Linked DNA regions of Capra hircus: region 1 is linked to region 2. A link is a contact called in public Hi-C data. All regions are on one chromosome and are shown on one strand. Each heading gives the region's core, a stretch centred on a gene start, on an enhancer-like site or on the middle of the called end of the contact. The rest is flanking DNA. Distances are from core to core; before and after follow the strand shown. Region 1 has its middle 43 kb from the start of LSR. Region 2 holds the start of LGI4 (leucine-rich repeat LGI family member 4).

The links. Hi-C and Micro-C count contacts between places; a contact is called where the count stands out from the background.
Region 1: a Hi-C map of blood shows a contact between it and region 2, with 2.5 times the contacts expected there. The contact joins the enhancer-like site here to the promoter of LGI4 in region 2. A contact is called at or near these places in 2 of 5 Hi-C or Micro-C datasets (both in blood).

What each region holds. Positions count from the first base shown.
Region 1 is chr18:46,747,338-46,753,837 of ARS1.2, reverse strand. No RefSeq gene overlaps it. Among named protein-coding and RNA genes, the nearest start is that of LSR, 43 kb to the left of the region's middle. Within about 2 kb of position 2,742, at least 2 of the 5 cell types and tissues checked have an H3K27ac peak or open chromatin away from gene starts, as enhancers often do.
Region 2 is chr18:46,685,524-46,691,935 of ARS1.2, reverse strand. It overlaps LGI4 (leucine-rich repeat LGI family member 4), which reads left to right and starts at 2,502. Exons shown (of 9, transcript XM_018063356.1): 1 at 2,502-2,794; 2 at 4,837-4,896; 3 at 5,302-5,373; 4 at 5,629-5,700. The coding sequence starts at 5,664. It overlaps FXYD1 (phospholemman), which reads right to left and starts at 1,951. Exons shown (of 7, transcript XM_018063399.1): 1 at 1,824-1,951.

The DNA.
Region 1 (6,500 bases), core at 1,493-3,992, 62 kb before region 2:
CAACAGATTGGTTCCAAATAGGAAAAGGAGTATGTCAAGGTTGTATATTGTCGCCCTGCTTATTTAACTTCTATGCAGAGTACATCATGAGAAACGCTGGGCTGGAAGAAGCACAAGCTGGAATCAAGATTTCCAGGAGAAATATCAATAACCTCAGATATGCAGATGACACCACTCTTATGGCAGAAAGTGAAGAAGAACTAAAGAGCCTCTTGATGAAAATGAAAGAGGAGAATGAAAAGTTGGTTTAAAGCTCAACATTCAGAAAACTAAGATCATGGCATCTGGTCCCATCACTTCATGGTAAATAGACGGGAAAACAGCGGAAACAGTAGCTGACTTTATTTTCTTGGGCTCCAAAATCACTGCAGATGGTGACTGCAGCCATGAAATTTAAAAATGCCTACTCTTTGGAAGGAAAGTTATGACCAACCTAGATAGCATATTAAAAAGCAGAGACATTTCTTTGCCAACAAAGGTCCATCTAGTCAAGGCTATGGTTTTTCCTGTGGCCATGTATGGATGTGAGAGTTGGACTGTGAAGAAAGCTGAGCGCAGAAGAATTGATGCTTTTGAACTGTGGTGTTGGAGAAGACTCTTGAGAGTCTGTTGGACTGCAAGGAGATCCAACCTGTCCATTCTAAGGGAGATCAGTCCTGGGTGTTCATTTGGAAGGACTGAAGCTGAAACTCCAATATTTTGGCCACCTGATGTGAAGAGCTGACTCATTTGAAAAGCCCCCGATGCTGGGAAAGATTGAAGGCAGGAGGAGAAGGGGACAACAGAGGATGAGATGGTTAGATGGCATCACCGACTTAATGGACATGAGTTTGAGTAAATTCCAGGTGTTGGTGGTGGACAGGGAGGCCTGGCGTGCTACAGTTCATGAGGTTGCAAAGAGTTGGACACAACTGAGCAACTGAACTGAACTGAACTGGAATCAAGAAGTCCAGGGGCAGGTCTTGCTTCAGGCACAGTTAGATCCAGGTGCTCCAAAAATGTTCTCCAGTATCACCTTCCTTCATCTCTCTATTCTACCCTTTTATTGTGTTGCCTTAATCCTCAAGCAATGCTTCCTTAGAAGAGATGAGGGCTGCTCCAGGATCATATCACAGCAGCTCAGCCACCCCGATGGGAAGAGAGCAGACCTCCAGTAACAACGGCAACAATGGAGCTCTCACTGTGTGCCAGACAGCGTTCTAAGAACTTGGCAAGTTTAATTTATCACTCCTCACCATACTCTAAAGGCATAATCATCGTCCCCATTTTATAGATGAGGGAACTGAGGCACAGAGAGGTTAAGATCCATATCTAAGGGTACATAGGGGAGCTTCCGTGGTGGCTCAGTGGTAAAGAATCCGCCCACCAATGCAGGAGACATGGGTTTGATCCCTGATCTGGTACGATTCCACATGTGGTGGAGTGACTAAACTTGTGCACCACAACTGTTGAGGCTGTGCTCTAGAACCCTGGAGCCACAACCACTGAGCCTGTGTGTCCTCGGGCCTGGGCTCTGCAATGAAAGAAGCCGCTGCAGTGAGAAGCTCACGCACTGCAATAGAGCAGGCCCCATTTGCTGCAAATAGAGAAAAGCCAAGCAGCAACAAAGACCAGCCCTGCCTGAAATAAATAATAATGGTAAAGGTAACAGGTAATACACAGGTAATAAATGCTGGGGCTGGGAGTTGAACCCAGCCAGGTTGGCGCCAAAGGTTTTGCTCTTAATGACTTACCTAGTCTGGTGAAAAAAAAAAAAAAAGGGAAAGTGTTAGTCATTCAGTCTTGCCTGACTCTTAGGACCCCATGGACTATAACCCGCCAGGCTCCTCTTCCATGGGATTCTCCAGGCAAGAACACTGCAGTGGGTTGCCATTTCCTTCTCCAGGGGAATCTTCCCAACCCAGGAATTGAACCCAAGTCTCCTGCATTGCAGGCAGATTCTTTACCGATTGAGTTAGTCTGGTGGGAAATAGCCAACCCTATTCACAGCAGATACTCTGACACTAGGGCTGCCCAGGTGGCGCTAGCGGTAAAGAACCTGCCTGCCAATGCAGGTACACATAAGAGACGTGGGTTCAATCCCTGGTTGGGAAGATTCCCTGGAGGAGGGCACAGCAAGCCACTCCAGTAGTCTTGCCTGGAGAGTGCCTTGGACAGAGGAGCCTGACGTGCTACAGTCCATAGGGTCGCATAGAGCTGGACACGACTGAAGTGACTTAGCACACATGCACTCTGACACTGTCTGGAACATCAGAATATGATAATAATAATAATAATATCCATTTAACCCTTCCAGCAACCATATGGAGTAGGCACTGTTATTATCTCCATTTTACAGATGGGGAAATTGAGGCAATGAAAAGATAGGCGATGAGTGTTAGGTCACATGTGGGGCAAAATGAGACTTGAATCCAGAGATGGGTTCAGAATCTCTATCTGCTGCCTTTAGGGTCCCACTCTAGAGCCAGGGGAGAGCTCAGCCTTTGAGAAGTTGATGCAGTGAAATGGAGGGAGGCCCTGGGACAGCCCAGCTCTCACCAGCCGCGTCCGCCCCTCCCTCCCCTCCCCTCCACCCGCCGCCTGGCACAGCCTTCCCAGAACCCGTTTGTGAACAGACTGACCTAATGCAGGCTGGGGCTGGACGGCTGAGTCCAGACAAACAGGCAGTGGCCTGGAGAGGCCGTGTGAGCTGGTGCCAAGGCGGGCATGGGGTGGGAGGGATAACACCTGGTGTGTCACAGGGCAGCTGGGGGTTGGACACCCGCTAGACCTCTGCAAAACAGCCCTTGCCCACCAACTGCCCCAGGAGGGAGGCTGGGCAGGATGCCAAGTCACATTTAATGCATTGATGAGAAACCGAGAGGTGACTATTTATACCCTTTCCATTTGCCTGCCAACTGAGAACTGGGTAAGCGTAGTAACATCCCACAAGCAGAACGCAGACGAGCCCACCCATCAGTTAACACAGACAGCTAGCGCGCCTTGCCACGTGGGCTCATCTGTTCTCATAACCACCTGGGGAAACCGAGGCACTCTCATTCCCCATAGCTGGGACAAGGCTGGGAGTAGAATCCAGGAGGACTCAGCCCATCCAACAAATCACCTGGGCTGCCTGGTCAGGACCCTGCCAAGAGTTCCTTTGAGGACAAAAGTCTTTTCTCAGTTTTTCGTGGGAATCTTTGAAACATTTTACCGCCTCCTACTGTCATCTTTCCTCACCCATCCCTTCCTCCCCACACTCTTTCTTCTCTTTGATATTAAAATGTTTGCCTCTTTCTTGTTTATGTCTTTTTATTAAGGCAATCATCATAACACAATAGGGAACATTAGAGAGGGATGGGATGCCCTCAGCCCTCCACAGATGGAGACTCACCCAGCCTCAGCCAACTCTCTAATAAATGCTATTGGTAGCCCCAAGGCTCATATCAGAGTAATCCTCCCACATCGATTAGAAGGCCAAGGTGGCTCCCCCAGGCTATGCCTCCTGATGCAGTTAGAACTGGCCACCCTCCTCGGGCTTCCCAGGTGGTGCTAGTGGTAAAGAATCTGCCTGCAATGCAGGAGACACAAGAGCTGTGAGTTCAATCCCCAGGTCAGGAAGATCCCCTGGAGAAGGAAATGGCAACCAACTCCAGTGTTCTCTCCTGGGAAATCCCATGGATACAGGAGCCTGGCGGGCCACAGTCCGTGGGGTCACAAAGAGTCAGACAAGACTCTTGTAACACAATACACACACACACCTTCCTGCCACTGATGCTCTCAGCACCCTGCCCAGACGATGATCTGGTCACTGTGGTTGAAATTAAAGCAAGGGCACCGGAAATGAATCAAGGAAGCGTCCACCTTTGGGGAAATCTGATGTTTGGTTTATTCTTACTCTGTAGTGATCTTTTGTGGCAAGAGGTTCACAGAGGCGTTCCCAGTGTGATGACTTTTTGAGGGACAGGTGTTGCTGCTCTGTGCCTCAGTTTCCCCCTTGTTGTTGGATCAAATGAATTGATACGTGTGTAGTGCCTAGAACAGTGTCTGGCCCAACATAGCTTTCATCAGTGTTTGTTGTGGTAGCTGCTGCTGCTGCTAAGTTGCTTGAGTTGTGTCTGACTCCGTGCGACCCCATAGACGGCAGCCCATCAGGCTCCTCCATCCATGGGATTTTCCAGGCAAGAGTCCTGGAGTGGGGTGCCATTGCTGATGCTGGTGTCATTCAATTCTGGCTTTGGAGAGCTTTAGGCAGGACACCAGTCAAAGCCCTATGGGCTTGCTCACGTGGACTGCTCCTGACCTCACGCTTCCAGGCTGAGTCATCCCTACTAGCAGACTGTCCAGCTTCCAGTGGGGGCCTCCAAAGCTCCATCATCAGCTCTCATGTTGTTCCCCCCTTTTCCCAGATACCATCGGTGGGGTGTGGACACTAACACGAATGAGAGGTACAATCGCTTGGGATCACAGAAGCGGAGGCTGCCAGGTTCAGAGATTCACGACTTCCGGTCTCATTTCCTGCCGGCCATGATGATGTTGCCACGGTCCCCACCCCCACCCCGTCTCCTCCTCACACCTCTTCCTCCCTCCAGAGGCAGTAGTCACAGGTTCTGCGGTTCCTCCTCTGTCACAGATTCCACATCTCTTAACAAGATGTTTCTGCCTCTGGTTTTTGACTCAGTGTTACCCACAAAGCCATTGTCTGTCGACTTCCTGCCCTTTAAGATGCGGATTCGATTTCCACCATCCTCTTCTGATATGAAGATACCACTCAGCCCCCCGGGGCCTAAGTTTCCGAATCCATAGCTGAGAATAACAACAGAACTTACCTCATGAGGGGCTTTCCTGGTAGCTCAGATGATAAAGAATCTTCCTGCCAATGCAGGAGACGCAGGTTCAATCCTTGGGTTGGGAAGATCCCCTGGAGAAGGGCATGGCAACCCACTCTAGTATTTTTAATGGGGAAATCCCATGCGCAGAGTAGCCTGCTGGGTTACAGTCCACGGGGTCACAAAAGAGTTGGACGGTACTTATCGACTAAACAACAACAACAACAAATCTCATAAGGTTGTTTGAGGAGTAAATGAACCCATCCATGTGATGTCCTTAGAACAGGGCCTTGGCTGCTGCTGTTGTTATAATCACCATCATCGTTTCTGGTTTCTCTGTTAGTTATTTTCATAACTCTCAACAAGAAAGATTTTTAGTTCTTACTTTTTCTCTTCCTCGGTCTGGAGACTGAGGGCCTGGTAGTCAAGGGGCATGGACAGTCATCAGCTGCTGAAGACAGTATCCTTGGGTGACATTGCAGCAGGAGAAAAGGGCAAGCTGACTGCCGCCGAGAAAGATCCAGAATTCTGCCTGGTCTGAGCCATGATTACTTTAGGTATCTGCCACAGTAGTGGAACCAGTTGCCTAGGCTTTTGCTTTTCCCTCAATATTTAGTTAGGAAAACTTTCAAATCAACAGAAAAGTTAAGCACAGTTTACCATAATATGCATATATCCATCATCTAGATTTTGCAATTGTTTACATTTTTCCATGTTTGCCTCATCAGATACCTGCCTTTGGGCTTTCCTGGTGGCTCAGACAGTAAAGAATCTGCCTGCAGTGCAGGAGACTGGGATTCAGTCCTTGGGTTGGGAAGATCTGCTGGAGAAGGGAATGGCTACCCATTCCAGTATTCTTGCCTGGAGAATTCCATGGACAAAGGAGCCTGGCAGGCTACAGTCCATGAGGTCGCAAAGAGTTGGACACGACTGAGTGCCTGAGCACGCACACATACCTGTCTTTCCCTTCATTCATTCATTGATCCGTATGGTTTATCTGCTGACTTTTGAAAATATGTGTTTATTTGGCTGTGCCAGGTCTTGGTTGTGGCACACAGGATCTTCCATCTTTGTTGAGGCGTGCGGGATCTTTAGCTGCAGCATGTGAACTCTTAGTTTCAGCATGTGGGATCTAGTTCCCTGGCCAGAGATAGAACTGGAGCCCCTGGAGTTGGGAGCAGAGTCTTAGCCACCGGACCACCAGGGAAGTCGCCTCTGATGGATAATAAGTTAAAATGAAGTATTTAAAAACAGTACTCTTAAATCCTTAAACATTTTAGCATTCAAGTCACTAGAGTTCAATGTTCACAGTTCAAAATGAGCTAAACTTTGAATAAGTGAAAAGCACACATTTAAAATACATGTGCAGAGTTTTGCCTAGTGCATATATTGTAGTGATATATAGTGGTAGTGGACTAGCGGTAGTGGTTTAGTCGCTAAGTCGTGTCCAACTCTTGTGACCCCATGGACTATAGCCCGCCAGGCTCATCTGTCCATGGGATTGTCCAGGCAAAAATACTGGGGTGGGTTTCCACTTCCTGCTCCAGAGGATCTTCCCGACCCAGGGATCGGATCCAGGTCTTCCACATTGCCGGCGCATGCTTTACCAACTAAGCTACCAGGGAAGCCCAACAAACCCCTATTCAGATAAAGAACATTTCCATCATCCCATGAAGTTTATTTTTACTACCC
Region 2 (6,412 bases), core at 1,253-3,752:
CAATGGGGACGGCGCCCGCTCCCCAAACTTCTGGTTGGAGCAAGGCATGGGGTGGAGACACAGGCACACATATTAGTCCCCATCTGGGCCTCCGGTGCCCTCAGTGAGGCAACCGACCTACACACGAGTATGCGAAACCCACACCCAGCCAGTGTGCACGCACCACAGCAGAGGCAGGGCGGAGCTGCACCCACACTTCCACCCCAACGTCCCAACCACACTCCCTTCCTCTTGGGTCTGGCTTGCCTGGGAAGCGGCTCCTGCTCCCAAAATAGGCGGCCCAGCCAGGCCAGGGGTGAGGCCCTGGAGGGGAGGGGCGGGGGACGCTCACCCCAGTCAGACTGTCCCCTGCCGAAAGAAGGCCCCCAAACGTCCGGCTGTGCCCCGGGGCCGAGCACTTTGGACCCCCTGGCCCAGAGCTGGCCGCGCTGCCCTCAGCGGTCTCCCCTCCCAGCCCCACCCCACCCCTACCCTCCCCAACCCGAGGCTGTAACTGGAGCCGGGCTGGAGGGGGGCCAGGGGGCGGCCCCCAGCCCAGACCGCCCTGGCCCGCTAGGTTAACTCTCTCAGCTCGGAAGGAGGAACAGTAGGCAGTCAGCGATGGGGAAAGCTGGGGAGAGGAGGTGCTGGCAGGCAGGCTGGATTACAGGCAGGCATGCACACACACACACACACACACGCACACACACACACACACGCACACACACACACACACACCAGCCTCACAAACTGCTCAGAGAGCTTCTGAGCTAGGGTGAGAGGGGGTGTCAATGATTTTCTGTGCTGCACCCTAGGAACTGGGCCCAGCCTGGGCTTAAGGTCACATGGCCTAAGAGCTTAGGAGTCCACTGACCCTTGACCCCGGTGCCCTCCAAGGCCCTCATCAGCACCACAGGGCTGTCTGAGGGGCATTTCAGTGTGTGAGTAAGTTGTCTGCTGCTGACTATGAGGACTCACATGGGTACACACACACACACACACACACACACACACACACACACACATACACACAGAAACCCAAAGACCCAGATAAACAGGCACAAAACAAGACAAATACATGCATGTACATAAATACAAACTCAGAATTACACACCCAGGGAGAAGCCCAAAGACACATACACACACCAGCACTTCTTACACCAGTCACAAAACATCAGGACAGACACATCTGTATACACACACAACACATACATATGCACCAAGCTGGTGCCCGTATGGAGACACAATCAAAGACCCAGCTGGACACAGAGCTTTAAGCACACTTACAAATGGTCCCAAAGATAACACACTGTCCGTACAGAAATACACCAATGCGCACGCACTTGAATACCTTCAAAGCCACATTACAGCTTCTGAGCTAGGGTGAGAGGGTGGGTGCCAATTATTTTCTGCACTGCTTCCTAGGAACTGGGCCCAGCCTGGGCTTAAGGTCACCGGGCTTAAGGTCAGCACTCCTACACAATCTCAGGCATGTGAAGGCACACAAACTGCGTCCATTTGTACACACACACACACACACACACACACACACATATTTATGTGGGTTCACAGAGAAGCAGAAACAGTCAAGGACACAGCCATACAAGCAGCCACGCTGTGGTTTCATAACCATAAAAACAGACACACACACACAGATGCTTGTGTTCACATCCTCACACATGGGCAAACAGGCACACTGCTGGCCACACAGTGACATGTACAGACTGACACACTGTGGTCACACACTCGGAGACAGCACCAAACCTGTGTTGATCTGTTTAGCCCCAAAGCACCCTGTCCCTGAGATCCTGTGGCCCCCCAGGCCCCCGTGGAGGACAGCGCACCTGGCATCCTCATGGGTGGGCTGGGCTCACAGGCTCTGGTGACCAAGAAATCGGGGATCAGCTCTGGACGCTGCCATTCCCTGTGGAGTGAGAGCTCGAGCAGCCCAAGAGACTACTCCGTGCCTCGGTTTCCTATCCTACAAAAAGGAGACGTCACTAAGGCCACACGTATCACTCCGGGCCGGGCTCAGAGGTCTTTGAACCCAACCTTGTCTTATTATTAACCCCATTTTAGAGATCTGCAAACCAAGGAAGTGTTAGCAAAGTGGAGATCCTTCTCCTAAGGTCCCTCTGGTGGTTAAGGGTAGAAATTGCCCCTGCCTGAAAGAGACCTGGGCTCAGGTACCTCGCTCTGCAGGATGCAGATCAGCGGCAGGTAGATGTACTCACACTCAGGCACAAGTGGCCCTCACACACACACAAATACACACATGCATACATGCACGCATGTGCACATGGCCTCACAGGACCCTGGCAGCTTCAAAAAGCTCCCTCATCCCCATCTGTCTGAGCCTCTGACCTCGATGGCCCTGTACTCCAGGGTCACCAGCAGTCCTGGTTAATGATAACCCTAATGTGTGTGTAGCCTTGGGGAGGGGTGGTAAGGAGTCGGGGGACAGGAGGGAGGGGACACCTGGCTAGCTTTAGCCAGTGCGCCGTTTTCCTCCCCTTCAGAACCCACTGCTCCAAAGAGGACAGGCCCTGCCACCTTCTAGCTGGCGATGTACCAATGACTTAACTTCCTGTGGCTCAGTTTCTTCTTCTGTAAAATGAAAATAAAAAGTGTATTCGACTCAGAGGGAGGTCCGGATGATGATCTGAAATGACCCATGGAAAACATTTAGAACACAGTTAAGTCTGGCACACAGTAAGTGATCCAAAAAAGAAAAAAAAAAAGCTCTCACCATCATCATCCTTGTGATTCTTCTCATCGTAAACAGGAGTAAGAACCCAGCTGTGCTGAGAACTCAGTGAGTATGGATTTAAGCCTGTCTGTCTTTACTCTGTGTCCCTGGCCCTAAGTTCTTTATTTAGCTTTTCATAGACCCTGTAAAGAAGTTTCTCATCCTTGTTTTACATCTGAAGTACCAGAGATTTGAAGGGCCTTGCTCAAATCACAGAGCTCCTTGGGTGCTGGATAAGCACTTGGTCCAAAATTCACCCCAACCTGTTGGGTACCCACTTTGCTCTAAACCCTCTCTATCCTCTCCCTGAATTCTCTACACATCTGAGAAGTGGGTGCCACAATTGCCCCATTTGACAGATGGGCAAACTAAGGATTAGGGACCCAGATCTGAGTGGCCCTGCCAGAGCAGATGCTGCTAAGCCCCTTGTCCTCCAAGGGTTCTCGGTGTGTGTAGCAGTGCCAACAGAGGCTGTGTTCTCCTCATGCCTTAGTTTTCCCATCTGTAAAGTGGGAGTTAGTAATACTACCCACCTCACGGGCTGTTGGCAGGAGGGGGGTGGGTGGGTGGAGAGCCGAGTAAATTCGTGTCAAGACTGATGCACAGCAAGCTCTCACTGAGCATTATTACTGCTATTTCACATTGACTGTTGAGTAACAAGGGTCATTTATTTCCTTTTGTTATTTAATGGATAGAATCTATCCAGACTGCTAAAAAGCTTGGTCCAAAATGAAAGCAGCCAATATCCATAGGTTCTGACCTCCAAAGGAAGAGAAGCCATGGAGCCGGCTGCCTGGGCTTGCTCCCTGGTTTTGCCCCAGTTATATAACCTAGATCGCAAATGACTGGACCCCTTTCCTCAGTATTTCCTTCTGTAAAATAGCCGTATGATCGTCCCAGACTCAGAGGGTTGTAGTGAGGCAGCATGAGCTAACAGATGAACTGGTAGGACAGGGCGTGGTACAGAGTCAATATTAAAGAAAGGGGTGGCATTCTCATTCTTTTTTTCCTCGGTTTGACTCCCTACCCCTAGTGGGTGGTGGGCACTCAAGGAGTTAACTTCAGGAGGGGCAAGAGAGGTTGTGGGTTTGGAGCAGGGTGGCTGTCCTGCTGAGCATTGCCACCAGAGGGAGCAGCTGGACCTGAGCTGGTCCCTTGAAGCCTCGGGGCCAGTGCCCACCACACCCTCCTGGAGCCAGGGGAGGGGGCTGGATGGGAGTGGCCTGGACGGCTCCAGCCCCTAGTGGTCTCTCCTTCCACGCCCCCTCCTGCCGACAGAGCCATCTGGTCCCCACCCTGGTGACATCCTTCTCACCCTCCGTGAGTGGAGTGGAGTTGGGTGTCTGGGGAGGGGGCTGGCTGGGAGGAGCCAGGGCAGCTCAGCCCCCAGTAGCCCCTCCCCTCCCTTGGGGCCCTCTGGCCCCTTCCCCAGGGGCTGCTCTTCCTATGGCCTCTGACCCCCGCCTCCTTTCCCTGCTTTGCCTTGAGCGCCCGGTGCCCAGAGAGTCCCTTTCCCAAACCTCCCGGGAGAAGGGACGTGGGAGGAGGGGAAGAAACTTCCAGGGAGCTGGAAGGGTTGGGGGGGTGGGGGGGCAGAGGGACAGAAATAAAGACATCAGACAGACACACACACACACACACACACACACAGAAGGAGAGGCCAACAGACAGACAGAGACAGAGAAAAAGAGAAAGAGAAAGACAACTCAGATAGAGAGACAGAGATAGAGAGTGGGAACCAGACTAACAGAGTCAGAAATACAGAAAAGGAGAGAGACACAAAAACAGGGAAAAAGACATAAGCAGAAATTTAGACACTGAAGACATAGAGGAAGAAAGACAGGCTGAAGAGAGACTGAGAGGAGAGAGAAGCCGGGGCAGGGCGTGCCAGCTGGCGGCATGGAGGGTCGCCTGGCATGGGAGATGTAGTGGCCAAGACCTGGGCCGAGCTGGGAGGGCAGAGAAAAGCTGCTGCCTCGGCGGGGGTCAGGGGGCATGGGAGGGGCGGGAGTTCTGCTACTGCTGCTGCTGGCTGGGCTGGGGGTGGGGGAGGCCTGGAGACCCCCAAAGGGAAAGTGTCCTCTGAGTTGCTCCTGCTCCAAAGACAGTGCTCTGTGTGAGGGCTCCGTGGACCTGCCCGAGATCCTCTCCCCGACCCTGCTGTCGCTGTGAGTGTCAGCCCTCTGGGGGCCTGAGGCTGGGGATGGGAGTCCTGGGACCCTGGGGGCTGGAGGGCCTGTCAGGATCTTGGGAGGGGGCAGCAAAGGATGTTGGGAGTCCTGGGAGGGGGCTACTGGGATCTGAAAGGGAGCAGGGGTGGGGATGGGAATTCCAGAGGGCAGGGGCATCTTGGGGGGGGGGCCTCGGGGAGGGAGAACCATGGCGTGTGCAGAGTGCTGCCAGGATCCTTGCCAAGCGAGGAGGGCAATTGCCCGTCTCCCCTGGAATGCAGGGGAAATACACACACCCAGGATCAGGTTCCCTCCTGCCCCCCTCGGACAGGAGCCGGCTCTGGGATGGGAGTGGCGCACTGGAGCGGTTTTCTCCTCACCCACCATTGCGCACGTCCCCAGCTCATTCGTTAGGACCCGAATCACCCAGCTGAAGGCCGGCAGTTTCCTGAGGGTGCCGTCACTGCACCTGCTGTGAGTGGGGTCCGGCTGAGCGAAGGCCACCCGAGGGAGGGGCTGTCCACGCACGTGCACGTGGGGGGCGGGGCGAGCGTGCACACTTGCCTGTTTGTGCATGTCTGTGGAAGTGTCTGTGTGGTCCGCACCCTCACACTGCATGCCCGTGTGTGTGACCACGCCCACGTGGGCCGGGGTTGGGGGCAGCCGAGGCTAACATGTCAGGTGGGGCGCAGGGACTCTGGAAAAATTGCTCTCTTACCTCCTTGCCAGCCTCTTCACATCCAACTCCTTCTCCGTGATTGAGGATGATGCGTTTGCGGGCCTATCCCACCTGCAGTACCTGTGAGTGAGGCTAGGAGGGGCGGGGCAGGAATGGGGGCCTGGGAGAGGAAGGAGGCGCCCCTCCACGGCTCCTAGAGTGGGGGGAAAGGAGGAGCTTGTTGCCCTAGAGAGAAGTGTCTGGAGGGGCAAGACAGCCGGCCTCTTGAGTGGGGTTGGGGCTCCTGCTCAGCTGTGTAATCTCAGCCTGCCCCCACGGCCCTCTCTGTTTCAGGATGCACGAAGTCCTGGGTAACCCATGATTGTTTCTGGTCCTACCTGACTTTCAGGAGACCAGGGAGGGTACAAAGAGGCAAGAGATAAGGAAATGTTCCCAATTAAGAGGCAGCGACTCTGAGTTAGTTGGTGAGGGTGGTACTGGTGGCGGTGGTGGTGTTGACGGCACGACGCCAGCAGTAGTGTTGGCGGAGATGATAATGGGTATGGTGCTCACAGGGAAGCAGTGGCATTATTGCGGATGGCGGAGTGGGGATGATTTTGATAAAAATGGTGGACCCAAGGGTGATGGTGCTGTTGGACCATCAGTGGGCACTGATGATGAAGTCTGAAGGGTTGGTGTTCGTAATAATTATCAGCGCTGTGGACACTGGTGATTATGATACTGGTGTTGGTGGTGGCAGTGGTTTGGGGTAGGATGTTGGTGCAATGCAATGTTGCTGGTATTGGGTTTGGCGGTGATGGTAAAGGTAGGTGTACGTGCAGAAATTGTGGCAGT